2 separate regions of the Pan troglodytes genome follow, and region 1 is linked to region 2. Evidence: chromatin contacts called from public Hi-C data. All regions are on one chromosome and are shown on one strand. The core of a region is the stretch at or near the end of the contact, and the rest is flanking DNA. Distances in the headings are between cores, read along the strand shown.

Region 1 (5,914 bases), core at 262-2,761, 120 kb after region 2:
CTGGTTCTCAGGTCAAAAGGGGAGTGTGATGAACAGTAGCCAGGAAGCCAGACAAGTGTCCAATGCAGCACAAGGTTGATGAGGGCATATGGTTTTCAGGTGAAGACTGGGAACCATGTTAGGGTACCAAGCCTGGTTGCCCAGCGGGGATGGGTTGGTGGGTTAAAAGGGATGGCCAGGTTGGGCTAGTTGGTCTATATATTCTCTTTGAAATTGCATGTTCTCTGACTGTAATAACTACTGTCTATTAAGTCTTTACTACGTGCCAGGGCACTGTACTAATTGATAAGTACTGTCTCACAGAAATCTGTTATCAATCATATGAGTTAGGTGATTTTATTAGATCAATTTTATAAAAGCAACCAAGAAGGTTCAGGCTGGGCGTGGTGGCTCACACCTGTAATCCCAGCACCTTGGGAAGCTGAGGCAGGTGGATCACCTGAGGTCAGGAGTTCGAGACCAGCCTGACCAACATGGCGAAACCCTGTCTCTACTAAAATACAAAAATTAGCTAGGCATGGTGGTGCATGCCTGTAATCTCAGCTACTGGGGAGGCTGAGGCAGGGAGAATTGCTTGAACTCAGGAGGTGGAGGTTGCAGTGAGCCAAGACTGTGCCATTGCACTTCAGCCTGGGCAACAGAGCAAGACTCAGTCTCAAAAAAACAAAAACAAACAAAAGAAACCGAGGCTCAAAGAGGTAAATTAACATGTTCAAAGTCACGTGGCTATTAAGTGGTAGAGCTGGAACTTGAATAGGGTTTTTTTGACTTTACATCTGGCACCTAAGCTCCTCTGCCACATTCTTGAACTCAGTTCTCCAGCATATCTCAGTGTATCCAGAAGCAATTTTTCTCCCTTTTTCCTTTCCCCCCTCCTCCCCTACCCCACAGGTCTCCACCTCCCAAGTCCACAAATGCCAAACTCACAAGTCATCTGTTTTGCCAAAATTCTGTTCCGATTTGATAAACCCTAGCTGGGCCAGCTCACTCAGCATGATTCAGCCGGAGAGAATAGCAAGGCTGCATGCCCGGCATGCCGACCAGCTGAGCTCAGGCAGGATGGGCGGCGCTCAGGAACCTCAGCCTGACAGATGGCTCCACTCGGCTGTCTCCACGGGCCTGATGCCAGGGGCAGCACTCGTTCTCAGCAGGAGGGAGGTCGTATGAGTTTCACATGCATGGATGTGTGTGTGTGTGTGTGTGTGTGTGTGTTTTCACATGGACCATGCAGGAGTGAAGCTGTGTATTATCCAGAGTGCCCACGTGTATGTGGCCGGTTTGCACGTTTGTCTGTATGCGTGTGGATGAATGCATGTGTGCATGCCTAGCTGTGTGTTTGTGTGTGTATTTGTGTGCATGCAGAAGTGTATGCGTGTGTGTTTGAGTTTCAAATTTGCATTCATGTAGGATGTGTGCTCATGAGCATGAAAGAGAAAGCTGGGGGTGGGAAGTAGGGGGAGAAGGGTCATGGGCTTTGAGAGTTGAGAATGTTGAATGTTCCCACCTGCAGTGGAGAGTTGCTGTATGCCCCTCCCTCCAGCTCTCTCTCCTCATCACAGGACTGACTGACATCAGCAGCAGCAAAAGGTCATATCAAGCCCAATGTGAAGTTTAGGCTCTGGCTATGATTTAGGTTTCCCAAACCAACTCCTTGGCTACAGTTTTCTCCTAAGGTAGGGGTACTTAACTGTTTGTTAATCTAGGGTCCCCCTGAAAAATCTGGTGACCAGAATGAATCTTCCAGGAAAATGCCCTCAAAACACATAATTTTATATGCAATATTATGGAGTTCTAGGGGCCCTCCAAAGCCTATCCATGGACCTCAGGTTAGGAAACCAAGTATTATATAAACACTTATTGAATGGCTATGATACTGAGCCCTTGTTAGAGAGATAAGTACATAGAGGAAGAAGATGGCCACTGTTTAAAGAGTACACAGTCTAGCAGGAGGAATAGATGTAAATGCATAACTACAGGGCACTGTAACAAGTGCAGTAGTGGCTGGATGAAAGAACTGGCAGAGCATGAGAGGAATGAGGGGAAGCACTTCTTGACGGGTTCAGGGAGGAACTCACTGAAGAAGGGGACACTTAAGATATACATTGAAAGATGAGAAGGCATTTATCAAACAGAGAAGATGCAGAGAGACTTACCAGGCAGAAAGAACAGCACAAAGGCATAGGGGATGCTGTATTTGGGGAATGATACACATGAGATCAGCCGGGAGCAAGGCTGAAAGAGAGTTTAGAGGTGGACTGTGAAGGGCCTTGTTCACACTAAGCTAAAGGTTTTGGCTTTTATCCTATAAGTAAAGGGGAACTATTGGAGCTCTTTAAACAAGAGAGTGACATGATTTAACTGATGTTTTGCAAAGACCACAATGCATCCGGCACTTATCCAGAGGTCAAATAAGTGGCTGTTGCAACAGTTCAAGTGAGAGAAAAAAGTGTGAACAATAGGAATGTATGGGAAACTAGTATATAGGCTTAAAGAAAAGAGATATTTAGGAGATAAACTAGTAAAAAACTAGATGCCCTCATTAAATGTGTGGGGGTTAAAAAGAAGAAAGAAGGAAGAGTTGAGCATAGTTTCTGTGATTCTAGCTTGAGAAGTAAGGTAGATGATAGTGCCATGCACTGAGATGGAACCATGATGCAGTTTAGGTTCTTGGAGGAAGATGAGTTGTGTTTGAGACACAATGTGAGATGTCCAAGTAGAAATATACATCAAGCAATTGACTATATAGGTCTGGAGCACTGGGGAGAGAGATTTAGAAATGTCAATTTGTGAGTCACAAGCAGACAACTGAAGTCATGGGTAACAGATGAGATCACTAAGGGAGAATTTAGATATCCAGTGAGAAGAGAAGCAAGAAAGAAGTCAATATTTAAGGGGACATGGAGGAAAAGGAATTTGTAAAGAAGACTGTGAGAGGGAATTCTTAGGGGTTGAAAGGATTGAAATAAAATCAGGAGAGGTATCTCCTAGAAGCTAATAGTACACAATGTTTTGTTTTGTTTTGTTTTGTTTTGAAATGGAGTTTCACTCTTGTTGCCCAGGCTGGAGTGCAATGGCACGATCTTGGCTCACGGCAACCTCTGCCTCCCGGGTTCAAGCGATTCTCCTGCCTCAGCCTCCCGAGTAGCTGGGATTACAGGCATGCACCACCACACACGGGTAATTTTGTATTTTTAGTAGAGATGGGGTTTCTCCATGTTGGTCAGGCTGGTCTCAAACTCCTGACCTCAGGTGATCCGCCCAGCTCGCCCTCCCGAAGTGCTGGGATTTGAGGCATGAGCCACCATGCCCGGCCTAGTGTACAAAATTTTAAGAATGAGGGAGTAATCATTAGTGTCAAAGGCTAAAAAGAGGCCAAGTAAGCAGAGGACTGATGTAAAAACCATACATAATCAAAAGACAGAAAGAAGACTGGAAGGAAATATAAAATACACAAAACATTAATCAGAGTTACCAGCATGAGGAATTACAGGAGTTTTTACATTTATCAGAGTTATTACTATTGGAGATTATAAGTGCTTTTATATTCTATTTTACAGTTGTTTATCTCAATGTTCCCAGTCCACTCCAGTGCATGTGGACCAAATTTGAACAATGAGAAAGAATACCCGGGGAAAATTTAGAAGGCTATTAGAAGACTTTCTTCCAGCCAAGAAAGAATAACAGGCACTGGATTTAACCTCCTGCCTAAAACAATTATAAAGCAATAGGCCAGGTGCAGTGGCTCACACCTGTAATCCAGCACTCGGGAGGCCAAGGCAGGTGGATCACCTGAGGTCAGGAGTTTGAGACCAGCCTGGCCAACGTGGAGAAACCCCCCTCTACTAAAAATACAAAATTAGCCAGGCGTGTTGGCACATGCCTGTAATCCCAGCAACTAGGGAGGCTGAGGCAGGGGAATCACTTGAACCCGGGAGGCAGAGGTTGAGGTGAGCAAGATAGTGCCACTGCACTCCAGCCTGGGTGACAGAGTGAGTCTCTGTCTCAAAAAAAAAAAAGAAAAAGAAAAAGAAGAAAAAAACAATTATAAAGCAGACAAAATTATACATAACTGTTTCTGACAGTGCAGGACACCGATCCTTGAAAGAGAGAGAGAGAAAAAAATGAGTCCTAATACTGCACAAGCTTACTGTCTGCAGTTTCCAGGCTGTAGTGCATAAAAGAGTAACCTAGGCAGAGCTGGAAGATTCTCTGAGTTGAGGAGACAGCTGATTATTCAGGGAGGCCAAGATGGCTAGAATTCACAGGGCAGAGTATCAGGGGGAGAAATTTGCATAGAGAGAACTCTAGAGATCTGCAAAGGGTTCCCATTAAGTCTTCATCTGAGTACTAAAGACTGCATGCATATGAGGAAGCTACTAGAGACTGGAGAAAGCACACTTCACAGAAACAGGTGGAATAATTCTTGGTGTTCACACAAGGTTGGAAATAGTTCATATTCCTCACAACCAGGGTGAATAAATCTCATAATACATTGAGCATGGGAAAATACTCCTAGAATATACTGTGCTCCCAAAGCTTCAAAGCAACCTCAGAGGCATCAAACTGTTTCCAAGCAAGTTAACTGCAACCTGAAACAAAGCTCAAAACAATTAAGGAATAAAAAAGCCTAGCACCCAACAATGTAAAGCTTACAATATTGGCGTTGACTCAAACTTACCAGACATGCAAAGAAGCAGGAAATTATGGTCCATAATGAGGAGAAAATCAATCAATAGAAGCAGGCCCATAATGACACAGATGATAGAAGATAAGAACAATAGAACAGATTTTATAAATACATTTCAGACGTTTAAGAAGACAGAGGAAAGCATGAGCATGTCGAGGAGAGAGAAGGAAGATGCACAAAAGGCCTAAATCAAACTTAAACAGATGAAAATTGCAATATTAAGATAAAAAATATACTAGATGGAACTAATAGATTAGATGTTGCAGAAGAAATATTAGTAATTCGAAGACATAGCAATAGAAACTATCCAAAATAAAACATAGGAAAAAAGATGTAAAACAAGGAATGAGCATCAGTGAACTAAATAGTCCTTAATATATATGTAATTGGAAATCCTAAAGGAAAGGACAGGGAGAAGACAGAAGAAATACCTGAAGAAACAATAGCCCCAAATTTCCAAATTTAATAAAAATTGGAAACCCACAGATCCAAAAAGCTCCATGAATCCCAAGCAGAAGAAACATGTAGACAACACACTAAGGCACACCATAATCAATTTACTTAGAACCAGTGATAAAGAGAAAATCTTCAAACAGCTAGAGAAAAAAAGATGTTGCAGAGAGGAGCAAAATGACATGGGATGCTGAGGCAGGAGGATCACTTGAGTTCAGGGGTTTGGGGCTGCAGTGTGCTATGATCACACCTGTGAATAGCCACTGTACTCTAGCCTGGGCAACTAAGACCCCACCTCTGAAAAAAAAAAAAAAAAGATATCAGACTTCCCACCTGAAATTATGCAAGCCCAAAAAGAGTAATGTAACATTTTTAATGTGCTGAAAGAAAAAAACGCCAACCTAGAATTCCATACCTAACAAAAAATGTCTTTTAAAAATAAAGGGAATCGGCCAGGTGCTGTGACTCACACCTGTAATTCCAGCACTTTGGGAGGCCAAGGTGTGTGGATCACTTGAGGTCAGGAGTTCGAGACCAGCCTGCCGAACATGGTGAAACCCCATCTCTACTAAAAATAGAAAAATTAGCCGGGCATGGTGGCGTGCACCTGTAATCCCAGCTACTTGGGAGGCTGAGGCAGGAGAATCACTTGAACCTGGGAGGCGGAGGTTGCAGTAAGCCGAGATCATGCCACTGCACTCCAGTCTGGGTGACAGAGTGAGACTCCATTTTGGAAAAATAAGTAAGTAAGTAAATAAATAAATAAATAAATAA
Region 2 (5,450 bases), core at 1,010-3,509:
AAATCGTAAAGAGCCATCCACATTGAAAGATTCCTCCTCCAACGAAACATCACTCTGGGAACTGCCTATCATAGAATCAAAAACCTCTTTCCCTCTCAAAATTCTAAGAAGCCATAGGTCAGAATATCCCTAAGAGCATTCTCTGTGTGCAGGTAACAAATACAAGCATCACCTCTCACCAAAAAGGCAACATTTTTGTTAAACTTGGGTACCAGATATTTGAGGCAACAGATCACCAATAAGTAATCAGTCCCAGTGATGAAGTGTCCTGGGTTTAATTCTAACTCTGCTATTCCCTAGCTGTGGGACCTAAGGCAAATCACTTTACATGTCTAATCTTCAGCATCTGTAAAACAGAGATAGGAACAAAATCCTGTGAAGCAGGTAAAATGAAATAATGCATATGAAGTGCCAAGGCATGCTGATTAATAAATGTCAACCATAATAATAACTATTATTTTTGTCATGCAGTTAAATGGTCTGAATTAGTGTTTTTTACTCAAGTATAAAGATTTGCTAAGCTCAGGAGTAGCTGTAATAATTCCAGTCCTAGTTACACTTCAGACCAACCACATGACCTCTGGGACTTGGTATCCAAACGTTGTGAATCAAGATGAAAGCTGGGGTTCTGGAAATAGTCTCTGGATCTGAGCAGCAACTACACAGTTAATTTACATAAGTAAAAACCCATCAGGCTGTACATTTAAGATCTGTACATTTTTTTGTACATATATGAATTATACCTCTAGAGAACATATAAATTAAATGGCTCCCTGCTGCTTATAGGATTCCGTAGTTTCTTTACATACTATGCAAAGCCCTCCAGGTTTTATGTAGTATGCAAAGCCATCCAGTTTGATCTGTGTTGTTCGCCATGCAAAGCCTCATTCCCACTACTTGAAACCCTTCAGCCAATTGTCCTTGCTCTCTTGATTTCACTCACTCATTTGTTCAGTGATCATGTATGAAGCACCTACTAAGTACTCCATAAAGATACTCCATAAAGACAAGGTCTCTATCTTCAGAGTCCAGTGCCTTTTATACAACCATCAGTAGTTGAGGTATTACTGGGGGCAAGAGAATGATTCGGGCATTTTAAGTCTATACCCAAGCCAAAAAACAAACAGCATGAAGTGCCAATACCACGCTTGTTCAGAAGGCAAGAGAAGTTAGACAGTTAATACTACAGTTATGTACAGAACTATGTATGTGTTCACTTATCAACACAGCCTCAGCAATTTGCCAGAAAAGAAAACAGTCTCTCTCCTGAAGTTATAAAAAGTTACCAACCACAGCCCAGAAAGGATGTTCTGTAGCAGAAAGAGAAAAAAAGAGGAAAAAAAAGCAAGCACAGTATTGCACTGAGCTAGACAGTAAAGGTTCAGGCAAGGATAGGGAAGGAGGGTGGACCCAAGGGCTCAAAAGAGTACACTGAGGGGAAAGGAAGGGTGGAGGATGGAGAGAGCACATGCTTCCTGATAGACATGAAAGGATGTGTGCAGAAGAATCCTAGTCAAAAGACAGGGAATACCCCCCATTCAAAGGGCAGCATGCCTTCCTAGTAGTATGGAAGGGCAAATGAACTTCAGTTTCTTTAACGTTGTCAGGAGATGTGGAGAAACATTTAGGATTAGGGAAGCTATCACATTCAGACAGAGATAAAATCTGGTCTGGCAAGCCTGGGCAACCCCCATCTCTACAAAAAATAAATTAGCCAGGCATGGTGGCACGCGCCTATAGTCCCAGCTACTCAGGAGGCTGAGGTAGGAGACTGAAGTCGGGAGATTGCTTGAGCCAAGAAGGATGAGGCTGCAGTGAGCCATGATGGCACCACTGCACTCCAGCCTGAGCAACAAAGCAAGACCCTGTTTCCACCCCCGCCTCAAAAAAAATTGATCTGGGTAAGTTTGTCAGAAGCCCCTAATAATGCCAAAGTATAATATTATGCTGGGATAAGCAGGATAATCCTGCTTACATGCCACTAGATTGCATAACAGGAGCTCGGGCTGGCCTCCTAAGGAGAACTGCCAACTCAGTATCTCCCCATTCAAAGAAGCCACGTTAAGGAGGAAAAGAAGAAGGAAGGAGAGAAAAAGGGATGAGTTGCCCTTCCGCCTTCAGTGGTAAGGAGCGACAACTCACTTTCTTCTGACACCAAGCTATTGGTGAAAGTGTAGTTCCCAAACACTGCCACAGAGTGGTGCCTGGTCTACACACTGGGACTGGTAATTTACTGGAAATTCTAGGAAACTCAGTGAATCCAGCACATTGGTTAAGTCTACCACCCTTGCATAGAAAAAGGATAGGCTAGCTCTAAGGTACCACTGGGGAGTTGTAAACAAATGGAGGGCAGTTCTGAGCACAGCATCATTCTCAGGAAAGTCGTAGGAGTTCTCTAAAACCATAGGGAATAGAAAGGGGAAGGGAAAAGGAAAGGAGAGAACGGAAACAGATAAACAAGTGTAGGAAAACCCTGAAAAATACTGAATCTGGGCAACGTGTATATGGTTGTAGGTTCTCTGGACTTTCGTATATATTTGACAGTTTTCATATTAAAATTAATTTTTTCTAAATCTGGTGGTAGCACATAAGGAAAAAGACAGTGATCCTTTTTTAACCCTGAGCTTTCACCTCATTCTACTCAAGACTACATCATGTAGAAGGCTGATATTTTTTCTTGCTCAGAATATTTTCCAGGTTTTTTTCTCTTTTCCCCCTCCCTCTTTTCTCCCTTCCTCCTTTTCTCTCAACACCACATATATCTTATCTACTTTGTCTTTTATTTTTTACTTTTATTGTCCATTTCTTCCCCGACCGAACTAGAAAGAAACTCCATGAGGGCAGGGACTTTGTCAGAGAAGTAAAGTGACCTGCTTAGTGCTTAAACATCAAATAACTTTGCTAATCTGCCTCTCTGAAAGTAAAACACACTCACACTCATCTTCCATTCCTGCTTCCACTGATCCCATTGAAAGTGACATATCCATAGGCCGGGCATGGTGGCTCAGGCCTATAATCCCAGCACTTTGGGAGGCCGAGGCAAGTGGATCACCTGAGGTCAGGAGTTTGAGACCAGCCTGGCCAACATGGTGAAACCCCGTGTCTACTAAAAATACAAAAATTAGCTGGGCGTGATAGCGGGCACCTGTAGTCCCAGCTATTCAGGAGGCTGAGTGAGGCAGGAGAATCGCTTGAACCCAGGTGGCAGAGGTTGCAGTAAGCCAAGATCATGCCACTGCACTCCAGCCTGGGCAACAGAGCGAGACTGTTTCAAAAATTAAAATAAATAAATAAAATTCATAAAATTTCAAATTTCTCATTCCCTTATTGGCCCATAAAACAAGGAGTAAATGTGCCACACACACACACACACACACACACACACAACAAAAACCAAGACTAACAAATTTTCTTTCTTTTCTTCTCCTTCTTGAGCTCCTGCTCAGCTCACCCCTTACCCCCACACTACACACAGATATCAGGTCATGAAACATTCTAGAAGCAAAATTCTGTGATTCTCTGCTCCCTTCCAGTTTAAGACAGCATTTCCCTATTATTACTTCTATCCATAAAACACGTACTATGTTTTTTAAATTATGATAAACCAAAATGAGATTTCATTAACTTGCTTCCTATTAATAGATGCATTTATATCTTTACTGGAGACAACATGATGAGAAGAAAACACAAGGGCTCTGGAGTCAGAGAGCCTGAATTCCAAATCCAGAAGCCATCCTACTTGCTAGCTGTTTGAGTCCTTGGGTAAACTAACACATCTCTAACTCCATTTCCTCAACAGAAAAGGGCAAGAACAGCTAGTTTAGGGAAGGCATATTCCAATGCCCACTTCAGATGTGGCAGCAAAGAAGTTGTAAGAGAAAAGGAAAAACTTCCCAGGGAGCTGCTCCCACTCCCAGGGAGTAGGGGGAAGCTCACAAAGTTGCCCCTCGGGATCTAATAAGGGCCACAGGTCTCCAGTGACTGCTACGTAGCCTCCATTCTCCTCTTCCAGGACAGAAGCGCTGGCTGAAGCTATCCTGTCCCTAGTCCCACCACTGTATCTCTGGTGTGTGGGGCTGCCTAGGGAGGCAGCAGAATTGAGGGAGTCTGAGATGTAAGTCAAATAGACCCAGACACAGTTCTATCAGTTTGCCAGCTGTGGGAAACTAGAGCAGCTCACTTAACCTGTTTGAACCTCAGTTTCCTTGTCTATGAAATGAAAATCACACCAACTTTGCAGGATTGTTGTGAAAAGTTAAAAATACTCTATGTCTATGTAGAGTACAAAGCCCAACAGATGACACACAGTAGGCCCTTAATAAATTATAGCTGATAAAGCCCAAATCACATCTTGCTTTCTTTGCAATGCTTTCAACACTCCAACCAGAAAACAATCTCAATATTCTCTTACCCTTAAAGTGACAACAGTTTGGATTTTTCTCAACTTCTGTCTTATTAGTAATAAGTTGTGATTTGGAAAATACATATACCAAGCTTAATGTATACTATATAATTGCTACTTACAATTTCCTTTTACAATTGCTTATCCTTTCATGTATGTGTCTAAGTGAATGTATGAATAACTGATACACTGAGTTAAACTCAATGGGTATAAGCATAAAACTTTCCCTCCAAGCCCCTCTGTGGGAAAGTTTTTCCTTGTTCCTGAATGAAATCTAAGGCAAGTCTCATAATTTTTTAAAATCATTCTTTGACTATAAATATATTTAGGCCAAACACAACGGTTCATGCCTGTAATCCCAGCCCTCTGGGAGGCAGAGGCAGGAGGATTGCTTGAGCCCAGGAGTTTGAGACCAGCCTCAGCGACATAGAGAGACCCCCATCTCCACAAAAAGGGGGGAAAGTTTAAATATCCTTCAGCCCCAAGAACACCATAGTTTCAATAACTGTCTTAACTGCAGTAATCAATACTCATCTAAATTAAAGCTTCTCCCCTTCATTGGTGGAGCTGAGAAGTCTAGTTGGGCTGGGGGATGTGAGGGGTCCTGTCATCATCTCTCTCTCCCTGCTCTGCATCTCTTCTACCCACAACAAGGCTGTCTCTGGCTCCTTCAGAGTGGGAACTGAAGCAGTGGGAAAAGCTATGGGGGTGTCAAAAGGCCACACCAATTAAGTGTGATGTTCATACCAACTTTTTCATGAGGGCCCTCCATACTCAATTCCCAGAACTTAAGTGAGACCTGGCCATTTACAACTCCAACCCTCCATCTCTGGGGTTTCCATGGGTACCTCCCTCCTGGTTCATGTCACCTTCTAGGTGGCCGAGCACAGTGTCCCTTTCTAGATGGCTTTAAGCTGGTTTCACCCAGCAGCCTAAGGAAACACTAACGTCTTTCTAAGTACAAAGTGCTAACATACAGCCCTCTCTGTGCTCTGCTGCCTCAGGGCTACTGATCCATAGATTTGTATACTAAACCTTTCATTCCCCA

The links. Hi-C and Micro-C count contacts between places; a contact is called where the count stands out from the background.
Region 1: a contact with region 2 is called in a Hi-C map of induced pluripotent stem cells, with 1.7 times the contacts expected there. The contact joins two enhancer-like sites. A contact is called at or near these places in 3 of 7 Hi-C or Micro-C datasets (induced pluripotent stem cells and stem cell-derived neural progenitor cells).

The regions. Positions count from the first base shown.
Region 1 is chr9:18,517,275-18,523,188 of NHGRI_mPanTro3-v2.0_pri, forward strand. No RefSeq gene overlaps it. Among named protein-coding and RNA genes, the nearest start is that of RRAS2, 65 kb to the left of the region's middle. Within about 2 kb of position 1,512, at least 15 of the 24 cell types and tissues checked have an H3K27ac peak or open chromatin away from gene starts, as enhancers often do. A contact at or near this core is called in induced pluripotent stem cells, where this site is marked.
Region 2 is chr9:18,394,767-18,400,216 of NHGRI_mPanTro3-v2.0_pri, forward strand. The region is part of intron 1 of RRAS2 (RAS related 2); the gene reads right to left. Among named protein-coding and RNA genes, the nearest start is that of RRAS2, 58 kb to the right of the region's middle. Within about 2 kb of position 2,260, at least 5 of the 24 cell types and tissues checked have an H3K27ac peak or open chromatin away from gene starts, as enhancers often do. A contact at or near this core is called in induced pluripotent stem cells, where this site is marked.